2 separate regions of the Danio rerio genome follow, and region 2 is linked to region 1. The links are chromatin contacts, called in public Micro-C maps. All regions are on one chromosome and are shown on one strand. Each heading gives the region's core, a stretch centred on a gene start, on an enhancer-like site or on the middle of the called end of the contact. The rest is flanking DNA. Distances are from core to core; before and after follow the strand shown. Region 1 overlaps grhl2b (grainyhead-like transcription factor 2b). Region 2 holds the start of psmg2 (proteasome (prosome, macropain) assembly chaperone 2).

Region 1 (6,022 bases), core at 958-3,457:
ACAACCGCAGTAACAAACCCCTGCACAGAGCCTACTGCCAGATCAAGGTCTTCTGTGACAAGGTGAACCCTGACCTCGAACTAGATGACCTTATTTACACTTATTAAGATGCATTTTTGTCAGTCTGAACATAAGTGTAAAACATGGTAAATGTTTGAGCTTTCAACCACTACCAGAGGCAGTTGAAAATGTATTTGATTAGTTTAGTAAACAAACACATATGGAAAATTTTGTTCATTTAGCCACTAAAGACCTACTGACCTAATTTGTAAATATCATAGGAAGTGTTTTTTCATGCACAAGCCAGATTGGATTTAAATTCTACTGTCTGAATTAATAACTTTAGTTAAAAAAAGCTTTCAAAGGCATCACATATATCCTTTCATCAGCACTCATTCTATAACAATATTCAACGTAGTTTTGTAGATATCAGAGCACAAATGAAAGCTGCTGCTTTCTGCACTTTACTCTTTCTTTGCATTAATGTGTACGTTAAATGTGAGACTTTTTATCAATTCTAGATAAAAAAAAACTTGAGAAAGTTCATACACTGCCCTCCCTCAAGTGGTTGGATAAAAAAAGTGGCATTAAAACACCAGGTTTAAATAGGAATGTTTTAATAAGTCATCCAATAAGTCCGTAATGTCATCCACACTTGCAGTTAAGCTGCATAATTAGGGTGACCACATGGTTATTGTTTGTTTGCGGGACAGCAGATGCAATTTTCTGAGACAATGCAGAAAATGTGGAAGAGATTGAATTATTTTGAAACGGCTTAAATAATAATTTGCATAACATTCTTTTAACATGGTATCCGGAGTCTTAAAAAGTCTTAAAATGTCTTAAATTTTAAAAACAAAATTTTAGTTTCTAAAGATTTTGTGTCTTAAATCATTTTTCAACAGGTCTTAATTTTCCTCTGCCCAAGTAAAGCTACACAATCAGGCCAACATTCATCCAATCACCAACAATCTATCCTAATCCATCCTTCTTAAAAATATTTAAGTTTCTATTTAAGTTTTTCATTGCAAAGAGATACAATTTACAATAGCTGTTCGAATTATTTTACAGCAATCCCTCCAAATAACTCTCTAAATCCCAGGGAAAGAAATCTAAAAACAGTTACACAGTTTGTCATTATAATAACAGAGCAATATATCCTTTTATGTTATATTCCATTCATACAAAACTCTTTACAAAAGCAAGGGAAAGTAGACATTATATTTATAAATAGGCATGAAACTTTAGGATTTATTACAGAAAAATCATTCGGTTGAACAAAAGTCATACTCAATCAATTTGAGCCAAAAACCAACAAATATTTACTTTTGATTATTTATGTAATTCCCTCTACAATAAATATACTTTTACCAATGTTAAACTTGTCATTTTTTTTTGTCAAACAGAAATATTATGTTGAAAAGAGAGAATACAACTAGAGTTTTCATGTTTTGACACATTAAAGTATGTTGCTAAGAAATAATTGCATTTGTTGACAAGACAAAAAAAAATAAAAAATCCATTGGCCTAACCGGGCCATTAGAAATAATCTTTTGAGTTTAGCCCTTTATAAGTCTAAAATGTAATTCGTAATGGACTTAAAAGGGTCTTAAAAAGTCTTATATTTGACTTGATGAAATTTGCCGAAACCCTCTTTAAATCACCAATAAGTTTGTTACAGTATTTGTGACAAGCACTAAACTCTAAATTAATTTGATACTTAATAGTTACTAGTCGGTATAATTGCCTTGGATTTAGTGCATCTTGATCTTTTACCAACATTACAATATTATGTACAAAATGATCTACAATATCTCAGTAGTTTAACAATACTGAACTTTTTTTGTTGCCTTTGGAAGCTTTAAGCAGGATGTTTGTGTGCAGTCAATGATTTTTCTCTCTGTTGATAGAATATGGTGGCTGCATATTCTATCTATAGCTTTTTAATGTGATATATGTGTAGTTTGAAGGCAGAGAAATGCATATATAATTTAAACGTAATGTGCGGTAATGTGTTTTGGAGGACTATTTGTGATCTGATCACTGCAAACACATTCATACCTAATAAAACTGCTTTTCGTTGCATTGTACTTGTACATGTGTAATGACAATAAAGTTGAATCTAATCTAAAACCTGGCTGTATTCCAGTGTAAGGGTGTGTATGTGGAAACAGTCATGGAGAACTGTTATGATAGAAACAATAATGCAGTTCCCTTGAGATATTTCCATTGGCTGTTGGATTATTTTGGAGAAATAAGATATATAAGGAACTGTAACGTCCATTTTGTTCACATAATCAAATGATTAAAAAAAATGGTTTTAAATATATTCCAAAAATGAGATAACTTCTTGAATTTGTGTTAAACACAGACCTTATTTTGTCAGTTCAATCAAAATCCCATTCACAAAATCCATTAACTTGAGGACAGTGAAACCAAATGAAACTCATTTTGGCCTGGAAAAACATGTCATTCCTCAGCACTCCATATGCTTCATCACCTATATAATACACAGTGCAGTAATCTACAGCTTTACTGGGTCAGGTGAATTCATTTAGACGTCATTGTGTGCTCTTGGTCTGAATCTCCATGACTCTAGCGCCACCTTGTGGTCATTACAGACATGCTAGTGTTTCTAATTTCTCTTTTCTGTATGCCTTTCTGTCATTCTGTGGCTCAGGGAGCGGAGAGGAAGATCAGAGATGAGGAGAGGAAACAAAACCGCAAGAAGACAAAAGGTGTGAAGCACATTTCCTGTTCATAAACATAAGCTTTAAAGAACACACAATGTGATTTCCTGTTTTGACATATTTCCAATTAAATGATCGGCTATCATTTGAAATAATCAAGCAGCTTATATTTTACATGTTTGCGGGAGTTAGTAACATGATTGGGTAGAAGCTTTTGTATTTCTGGATGAGTCACCATAATTATTATCACTATGTTCAACTGACATCATATCTTCAGGAAAGAAAGGACGCAATTGGACAATTATGGTCTGAAAAGTATGTGACAAAATAAGTGTAATCAAGAGGCTTTAGTTACATCACAGCTGTACTTTATCAATTTGTGGCTATTAGTAACATACGATTGGACTGAAGCTTGTGGGGTGCAGGATGAGTCACCATTGTTATCATTAATTTGTCCAACTGACATCTTCTTATCAGGAAAGAAAGGAGACAATTTGGACAATTACAGACCCCAAAAATACGTAACAAAAGTTTAATTAAGAGGCTTCAGTTAGTTTGGATGGAAAAATCTGATGAGATTCTTTAGTCATAAACAGTCAGGATTACGAATGGGTATAGAAAGTCTGGGCTTTTGTTGGAGACAATGTGGAACCTCAATGGCTAATCATTATCACATTTTTTTGAGTTCGCCCCAAAATACAGATTTTTTTGGTGTGAAATAGCTATTGAAATTAAAAAGATAACTGGAGAAGAATTGGATTATTCATTCATTTCATCATATCTTGAAATGAGAGAATTTGTTCGAGCCTATGAGAAATAATAACACAACTGGAAATTAATTGTAAAGGAGATACACTTTATGGAGACACTCATGTTTAACTTAAGACTTGACACAAAAAAGTGTGACACCTTGGGAAAAAGTATGACATTGCTAGGGCGACACGGTGGCTCAGTGGGTAGTGCTGTCACCTTACAGCTAGAGGGTTGCTGGTTCAAGCCCCAGCTGGGTCAGTTGGCATTTCTGTATGGAGATTGAATGTTCTCCCTGTATTGGGTTTTCTCCGGGTGTTCTGGTATCTACCTGCCGAAACCCTCTTTAAATCACCAATAAGTTTGTTACAGTATTTGTTACAAGCACTAAACTCTAAATTAATTTGATACTTAATAGTTACTAGTAGGTGTAATTGCCTTGGATTTAGTGCATCTTGACATGCTACCAACACTACAATATTATGTACAATATTATCTACAATATCTCAGTAGTTTAACAATACTAAACTTTTTTTGTTGCCTTTGGAAGCTTTAAGCAGGATGTTTGTGTGCAGTCAATGATTTTCCCTCTGGTGGCTGCAAGAATGGATATTTGAAAAAACAACAGTGTACAATATACAGCTTTTTGATTTGATATATGTGTAGTTTTAAGGCAGAGAAATGCATATATAATTTAAACGTAATGTGCCGTAATGTGTTTTGGAGGACTATTTGTGATCTGATCACTGAACACATTCATACCTGATCAAACCTGGCTGTATTCCAGTGTAAGGGTGTGTATGTGGAAACAGTCATGAAAAGACAAAGACATGTACTGTCGATGAATTGGGTAAGCTAAATTGTCCGTAGGTTATGTGTATATGTCCTAGTCCTTCAGGTTGTGGGTTTGAGCATAGGGCTAATAATTCATCTTATAAAAACTAGTTACTCGCAGCTAAACATCAACTTCCATATAAATGGCCCTGGGAATAAGTATGTAAGTATGGCATTTCAAATAATATACATCAAATGTATTTTGATTTGATACTGTAATCAAACCCTATGACATAGGTGTCCAAACTCAGGCCACAAAAAAAGAAACAAAGCGGTTATGTTTATTCATTTCGCAATATATGTATCGCGGCCCAAGATTTGATGTAGCTAAAGTCTCTTTATTATTTAAGAAAGAGAAGATGAAAAGAAGGAATAAAGAAACATAAAGGGAACAAAGCGATTTATTAGAGGGCAGGGGTGTTCAAACTCGGTCCATGAGGGTCGGTGTCCTGGAGAGTTTAGCTCCAACCTTAATCAAGCACACCTGAAGCAGCTAATCAAGCTCTTACTAGATAGACTAGAAGCTTCCTGACAGGTGTGTTGAAGCAAGTTGGAGCTAAACTCAGGATACTGGCCCTCCAGGACCAAGTTTGGACACCCCTGCCCTCTGATAAATTGCTTTGTTCCCTTTTTTGTTTCTTTATTCCTTCTTTTTTTTCCTTTTGGGCCGCAATACATATATTGCGAAATGAATATCATTTGACCAGATGATTTGAATTATTATTTGGAAAGATTTTATTAATTTAGATTATTGATCTAATATTGTGATATTTTATTTTTCTGCGATAAATATTGCGATATAAATACAGTTTCAGACGATAATTTGAATAGCTTTGTTTGACGGTTTTCTGGGGAGTCTACCAGTTTTATGTTGAGAAATTAAATAATCACAATGCAACAAAAGCTTTTCTTACTTTATTTTGTCTTGTTTCTAGTCTGAATATCAAAAACATTCTGAGAGCAAGTAAAAATATTGTTTCGTTTTAAAAAAAATAAAGTGTTTTTTTTTTGTTTTTTTTTTGCTTGTTTTAAGGAAATTATCTGCCAGTGGGTTAAGCGTAATATTCTTTTTCAAGTTTTTGCTCTGAAATGTAGATGTTTGGACTAGAAACAAGACAAATACTCTAGAAATGTTTTTTTTTTTTTGGCATAAATCATTCATTCATTCATTTTCTTTTCGGCTTAGTCCCTTTATTAATCTGGGGTCACGACAGTGGAATGAACCATCAACTTTTGCAGCACATGTTTTAAGCAGCGGATGTCGTTCAAGATGCAAGCCATAACTGGGAAACATCCATACACACTCATTCACACACATACACTAAAGACAATTTAGCCTACCCAATTTACCTGTACCGCATGTCTTTGGACTGTGGGGGAAACTGGAGCACCCAGAGGAAACCCACATGAACACGGGGAGAACATGCAAACTCCACACAGAAACGCCAACTGACCCAGTCGTGGCTCAAGCCAGCGACCTTTTTGTTGTGAGGTGGTCGTGCTACTCACTGCGCCACAGTGCAGCCTGCAGAAATCATATAAAGTCTATATAAATAGAGTGATTAAATACATTTCTGTAGCTTCTGGGCAATTATAATTCAGACTGGACATTGCATATCTTTGCGATGTGACTATTGCGGATACACACGTTGTGCAAATTCTACTAATTTAGATCGACTTACATGATCAAGTCTTTTTTTGTGCAGTGTGTCTGCATGAATTGTGAAAAATTATTCATTCATTCATTT
Region 2 (6,022 bases), core at 1,009-3,508, 78 kb after region 1:
TTTGTGGTCAAAAAAGCATCAATGTTTGGATGTCAAATGAACGTCAAGATTTTGACATCAAATCGATTTGCATTTTTTATGTTGTTTTTTGACATCAAGGTGGCTGCATGGTTACTGTAGTATATACACATGAACATATTCAATACTGAATCCACAGATTGGCTCCTGTTAGTATTAAAAGTGCATTCAAAGAATAAGATGTTGTAAGTGTTGGTGAAGTGTTGACGTTGTTAGTGTTTTGCCTAGTAGCTATTATATTTTACAAGTGCACTAAATACTTTATGAAAGCCTGAAACTGATGACAGAAATGATTTCTTATTGATATCTGTGAAACACCATATTTCTGAATAATCCTGGAAAAAATACACATCGCCGTATCTTTATTGCGTTTGATTACCATATTCACCCTGATTTATCTCAAGTTTACTGAAATGGAGTTTTCACACATTTGTTTTAGAATAATTATCTATAATACCTTGCTCCTGTCACCTAAGAAGTGGAAGCCGAAGTGACAATCCACACAGGCTTCCTAAATGGACAGAAGATTGGAAAAAAGTTCAGTAATTGAACTATTCAACATTAAAGCGTTAATTTTAAGTTCTGTCATCATTCATTCACCCTTCAGTTTGACCAAACCTATTTGGGTTTCTTTCTTTGGTTGAACACAATGGATTGTGAACCTCTCAACCATGGTAGTTGTTTTTTCTACAAATAAAGTCAACAGGTTACAGGTTTTCGGATTTCTTTAAAATATATTCATTAGTGTTCAGCAGACGAAAGAAAATCATTAAGGTTTTGAACTACTTGGGGTGAGTACATTTATATTTTCTTGTGTGAACAACATGTGTTTTAAAGATATTTCAAGATTGCATTAGGGCACAGAAAAAGCTCATTTGTAACTGATGAAGAGAAATGAAGAATGAGTTTACTGAATTATTAATACAACAAAGACTAAAGTATTATTTTACTTTCCATCATCCATTTTCTGTACCTGAATACTGTTTGACTCTCTGGTTTTTGCTTTGCTTTATTGTCTTTATTTGCTTTCAATTTGTTTATTTTTTATACAATGTTCACACCCCCAAAAAAAAAAATCTGAATGATTTCCTTCAAAATAGAGCTATTCAATCCATCTGGTGAAATTATATTCATATCACAATATATATTGTATAAAAACAAAATATCGCAATGTCAGATTTTTCTAATATCATGCAGCCCTACAAGGATCCATCTTGTCTTGTTAATATCAATTGTTCAGGCTGCTGGTCTTGTTTTTTATATTTTATTTTTACATTCTTGGGTCCCAACTAAGGCATAATTTAAGCCTACTTCTGTTGCTCACAAGTAATTTTTTTTTCAATTTATTACCACAGTGTTCCCATTGTTTGATAGCTTACTTACAAAGCTCAAATCATCTCAGTCTGTGTTTCTTGAACATGACAGTGATTATTTTATCCTCAAACGGCCTCCACAGTCACCAGTTTCTAATCCAATAGAGCTGCATTTGGCTGTACTGGAACGACAGATTAATATATAGATGAACAACTGACAAAGCTGCAGTAAATGAGAGAGAGAGTATCATGTCCATTTTGAGCAAAATGCTAAATTTCCAATTCCTTGTCGAATATGAAGGAAAAAAAGCGGCTCTGAACGCAAGAGGTGCAACTCTCACAAGCAAGAGGCCGGTGAGATTTTTAGCGTCTAGCGCCATCTTTTGATCATCCATGTAAACAACCGATAAACTACAGTAAGTTGTACGTTTTAAAATATAATTTTAGTATAGCTGTATTATTTAGACTAATGATATCGAGTTGAAAATAAAATCAAAAGTAAAGTCTTTCACATCAGATTCACTTATTGAAACAATGTTTACATTAATTTATCAATTTACATTTAACAATTATATATATATATATATATATATATATATATATATATATATATATATATATATATATCAACACTATCATCGCAATTAATATAATCAAAGAGCATAGACGTTTTGTTATAATTAGTTTAAAGACTTTTATTTTGACATGTTAAAATGTTTTTTTTTATCGCAAAGATTATTATAACGGCAAAATTAAGATATATTAACGTCAGATCAAGAGTAAGATATCTTTAAATGTGCCCTTTTTTCTTCCAAAAAATATTTAACTTACACGTCGCAAATAATTCCTTTAGGTTTTTTTTTACTCAGGCATCAGGGCGTCCTGAGAGAATGACGCAGTATTGTTAGGTCCTTTTTTCACAGCGCAGGAAATTGAAAGTAAAAATCAGTACTGGTCCACTTAAACTCGTACACATTTCACTGCGAAATCAGTTATAAACAGTTTTTAAAATGTTCATTTCATCGGGGGATGCCGTTCCTTCTTTTAAAGGCTTTACTTTGATACTGGTAAGTATTTGAGCTTCATCATCATGACACATGCGGGTTTCTGTAAGCTGCAGTTATCAAACACTGAGCATTTAGGTACAGTTGGTTTTATACTCGCACAACAGTTCTGTGACAACTTGTGACACGGTCCTGGTATTGTTTACCATGCTACTTTCAAAATTTGGTCAGGAATGCATGCACGTATGACTTTAAAACAACAACAGCACTGTTTGATTAACAATGTTTAATAGTATTTGGCTACTAACGTTATTAATATGATTTCCCTATTTATATTTTGCAAAAAAAAAAAAAAAAACTTTTCTGAAAATATAATGCTAAGGAAAAAGTCTCAATGTGAGACCCCAATACACGGAGCTCCATATGACAGTTATTCCTCATATTCTCACAGCCTGCAGTATCTGTTGGAAATGTGGGCCAGCTCGCCGTGGATCTGCTCATCTCAACGCTAAATATGCCCAGAGTGGGATATTTCCACACAGACTGTCTCATTCCTATGGCTGGAAACAACCCATACGCTTCATCCACTGAAGATGCTGCTCAGCTCAGCACCAGCGCAGAAGGTAATGGATGGCTATTAGACCTTTACAGTACACATGAAATCAAAACTAACCATATTGATTTTGTTAGCTCACACTGCTAGTTTTGTGGTGAACAATACATCTGCGCATGTCATTAAGAAAAAATGTTTGCCCTTAGCTTTAATTAAAAGCTAAAAAAATGCCCTTCCTGTTTGCTTCCAGTTAAATTCTCAGATTACATCTGTCTGAGGTATTGGGTGGGGCTAACATGCTTAACCACGCCCCTCCAACTGTCAGTTTTGACCATACTATGACAACAAACAGAAAAGTTGATTTGGCTGAGTATTACAGGGTGTTCACGGAGTCTTAAAAAGTATTAAAAGTTGATAAATCAATGTAGAGAAATTTAAGGCACTTAAAAAGTCTTAAATGCTTTTAGGTATTAAATTTGATTGAATTTTTGATTATGCGATGTGTGGTTGTATGCTAAAGTTTGCCTGAAGTAAATCTGCAAATATCAGGATGCTGTTTAGTTTATTAAATCAATTAAATCTTGCTAGATTTGACGTCACTCTGCTTTGTTTACTGCAGTAACCAAGACAACACCGTTATTTCTGCAGTTCTTTAGGTGCCAACCTGCTAAATCACTAGATTTAATAGATTTTTATTCAGGATATGAATAATGTTTTAGTCTGGATTAGTTTCTTACATTAATATTTAGGATACATTAATATTTCGTTTATATAATGTAAGTTAAAATCTCGCTAGTGTTTCCGGTTAAAACCTATAATGATAAAAATGTTATAAAATATATGGAAAGTCTTAAAAAGGTCTTAAAAGCCATTGAATTTCAATCCCTGATTCCTGTATATACTCTGTTTTAGGTTATAATATCTCTCCGGAAACTTTTTTCTCAATCATTCTATATGAAATGCCTACTTTACTACATCCATTCAGATCGCAGTATAAAAAAACAAGCCACGCCTACTGTTTTCTCATTTACTATTTTATTTCTCTAGGAGCTGTGTCATAATACAAAAAAAAAATGTTCGTAGCTTCCAGTTCTTGCAAACTTTTAAGTGAAAATTCTGCTGCCGATTACTCATCTTCCTGTTGTTCCAAAACTGTTTGAGATTCTTTCTTCTGATGAACACAAAAGATGTTTTGAAAAATGATGAAATCCGGTAACCAATGACTTCCATAGTGTTTGCGTTTCCTACAATGGATGTCAGTGGTTACCGGTTTCTTTCTTTGTGGTCATCATAAGAAAGAAACTCAAACAATGATAAAGATGAGTAAATGATGACATACCATTCATTTTTGGTGAACTTTTTTATCTTTAACTTGTAACCCAAATCCATGAGTATAAGCCGGTGTGCTTACTCAAACAGATGTTGCATGAGTGATGTTGTGAATTTGTTTTTGTGCAGTGTATTCTCACAGGGACTTAAAACTGGCTGTGCTGCAGATAAGGGCGCCCATCATCCAGGTTAGTGGTGTATGTTAATGCAACAAGTGTACAGGTGCAATTAAAGGCACAATATGTATGATTTTTGTTTATTAAAATAAAGGCGTGCTATCTATTTTGATCAAGATTAATACTTCAATTATCACAAAGAACTTTTAGAAGAATGTTCAAATTAAAAAAAAAACAAGCAATTTGAACTATTGTGACAAACCGTGTCATGTGTTGCCATGTGAATTACAACACGCACCCTCGATTTCTGGTTTGCTTTTATAGAAAACAGAAATAGCAAAGATGCTCTAATATGTCGTGCCTTTTATTAGACTGCAAGAAGCAGCACTTTATCAGAATCTTAAGATGTATTTCGTATGAAAAACAGCATTGCTGCTTACTCATTTGATCATGACTGGATGAACTGGAAGCGGTAGACTGTGGTATAATAAAAGCTCTGTTGTCTTTATGCTGTATCATTCTTGTCTCTCATCTGTAATTCTTCAACTCATCCATTAACAAGATTTCTGCAGAAGTCCCATAATTCCATATTCAAACTGTGCCTTTGTTTGTTCTGAACAGATGCCCTCGACGGCGAAAATTGCATACTGTGCCTTTAAGTCAGGGGTATCCAAACTCGGTCCTGGAGGGCCGGTGTCCTGCAGATTTTAGCTCCAACTTGCCTCAACACACCTGCGAGGATGTTTCTAGAAAGCCTAGTAAGAGCTTGATTAGCTAGCCCAGGTGTGTCTGATTAGGGTTGGAACTAAACTTTGCAGGACACTGGACCTCCAGGACTGAGTTTGGACATGCCTGCTTTAAGTGGTTAATCAGTGTGGAGTTTTTATTGCCATGCTGATTTTTTTGGTTCTGTCTTTTACATGTCACAGACTCTCAAATATAGCCATTACAAAATGTAAAAGCCAGTGCTATCTAGATTTTGTTTTAAGACCCCATTATAGGGATAGTTTACCCTAAAAATGAAAATTTACTCACTATTTATTTAGTCCTCCTTATGTTCCAAACCTGTTTAAATTTCTTCTGCTGAACACAAAAGCAGACATTTTGAAGAAAGCTGAAAACCTGTAACCACTAACTTCCATAGTAGAGAAACACAAACACTTTGTCAATGGTTACAGGTTTTCAGCATTCTTCAAAATATCTGATTTGTGTTCAACCGAAGAAAGAAACTCAAACAGCGATGCATTTCCCAAACAACAATGTAACTCGCGGCTGAACTATCATAGTACGATGCATCGTTTGAGAAAAGAACAATGTAGTGACAGGTGTTTTCCAAAACCCTTTGTTTCTCTGTCGCAGATCCATCGCTTGAACCATGTTAGTTATTACGTTAAACGCCCACAATGATGCTCTAAACTGGGCGGAGTAACTACTTCATTAAAGAAAACCCCATATTTTACACGCACACGCATTTACACAATTGTAAAGATGAAGATCACTATAACTGAACTGTAAAAACACTTTGAAAGCAAATTACACCTAAGAGAGATGACCTTAATGCTTTTTTATTTTTAATAATTCCAACTTTGAAAGTTAAAATGTTCTAAATGTAAAGGGCATAGGGGGGATAAGTGGGAATAGAAGACAGCCAGGAACTATTTTTCTAACTACAGCTCCAGAGGTGTAGTT

The links. Hi-C and Micro-C count contacts between places; a contact is called where the count stands out from the background.
Region 2: a contact with region 1 is called in a Micro-C map of caudal fin, with 6 times the contacts expected there. The contact joins the promoter of psmg2 here to the enhancer-like site in region 1. A contact is called at or near these places in 3 of 18 Hi-C or Micro-C datasets (caudal fin, embryo and hematopoietic stem cells).

What each region holds. Positions count from the first base shown.
Region 1 is chr19:13,374,989-13,381,010 of GRCz12tu, forward strand. It overlaps grhl2b (grainyhead-like transcription factor 2b), which reads left to right. Exons shown (of 15, transcript NM_001083072.1): 8 at 1-62; 9 at 2,681-2,738. Among named protein-coding and RNA genes, the nearest start is that of grhl2b, 35 kb to the left of the region's middle. Within about 2 kb of position 2,208, at least 4 of the 62 cell types and tissues checked have an H3K27ac peak or open chromatin away from gene starts, as enhancers often do. A contact at or near this core is called in caudal fin, where this site is marked.
Region 2 is chr19:13,452,517-13,458,538 of GRCz12tu, forward strand. psmg2 (proteasome (prosome, macropain) assembly chaperone 2) reads left to right here and starts at 2,259. Exons shown (of 7, transcript NM_213032.1): 1 at 2,259-2,398; 2 at 2,787-2,958; 3 at 4,347-4,405. The coding sequence starts at 2,342.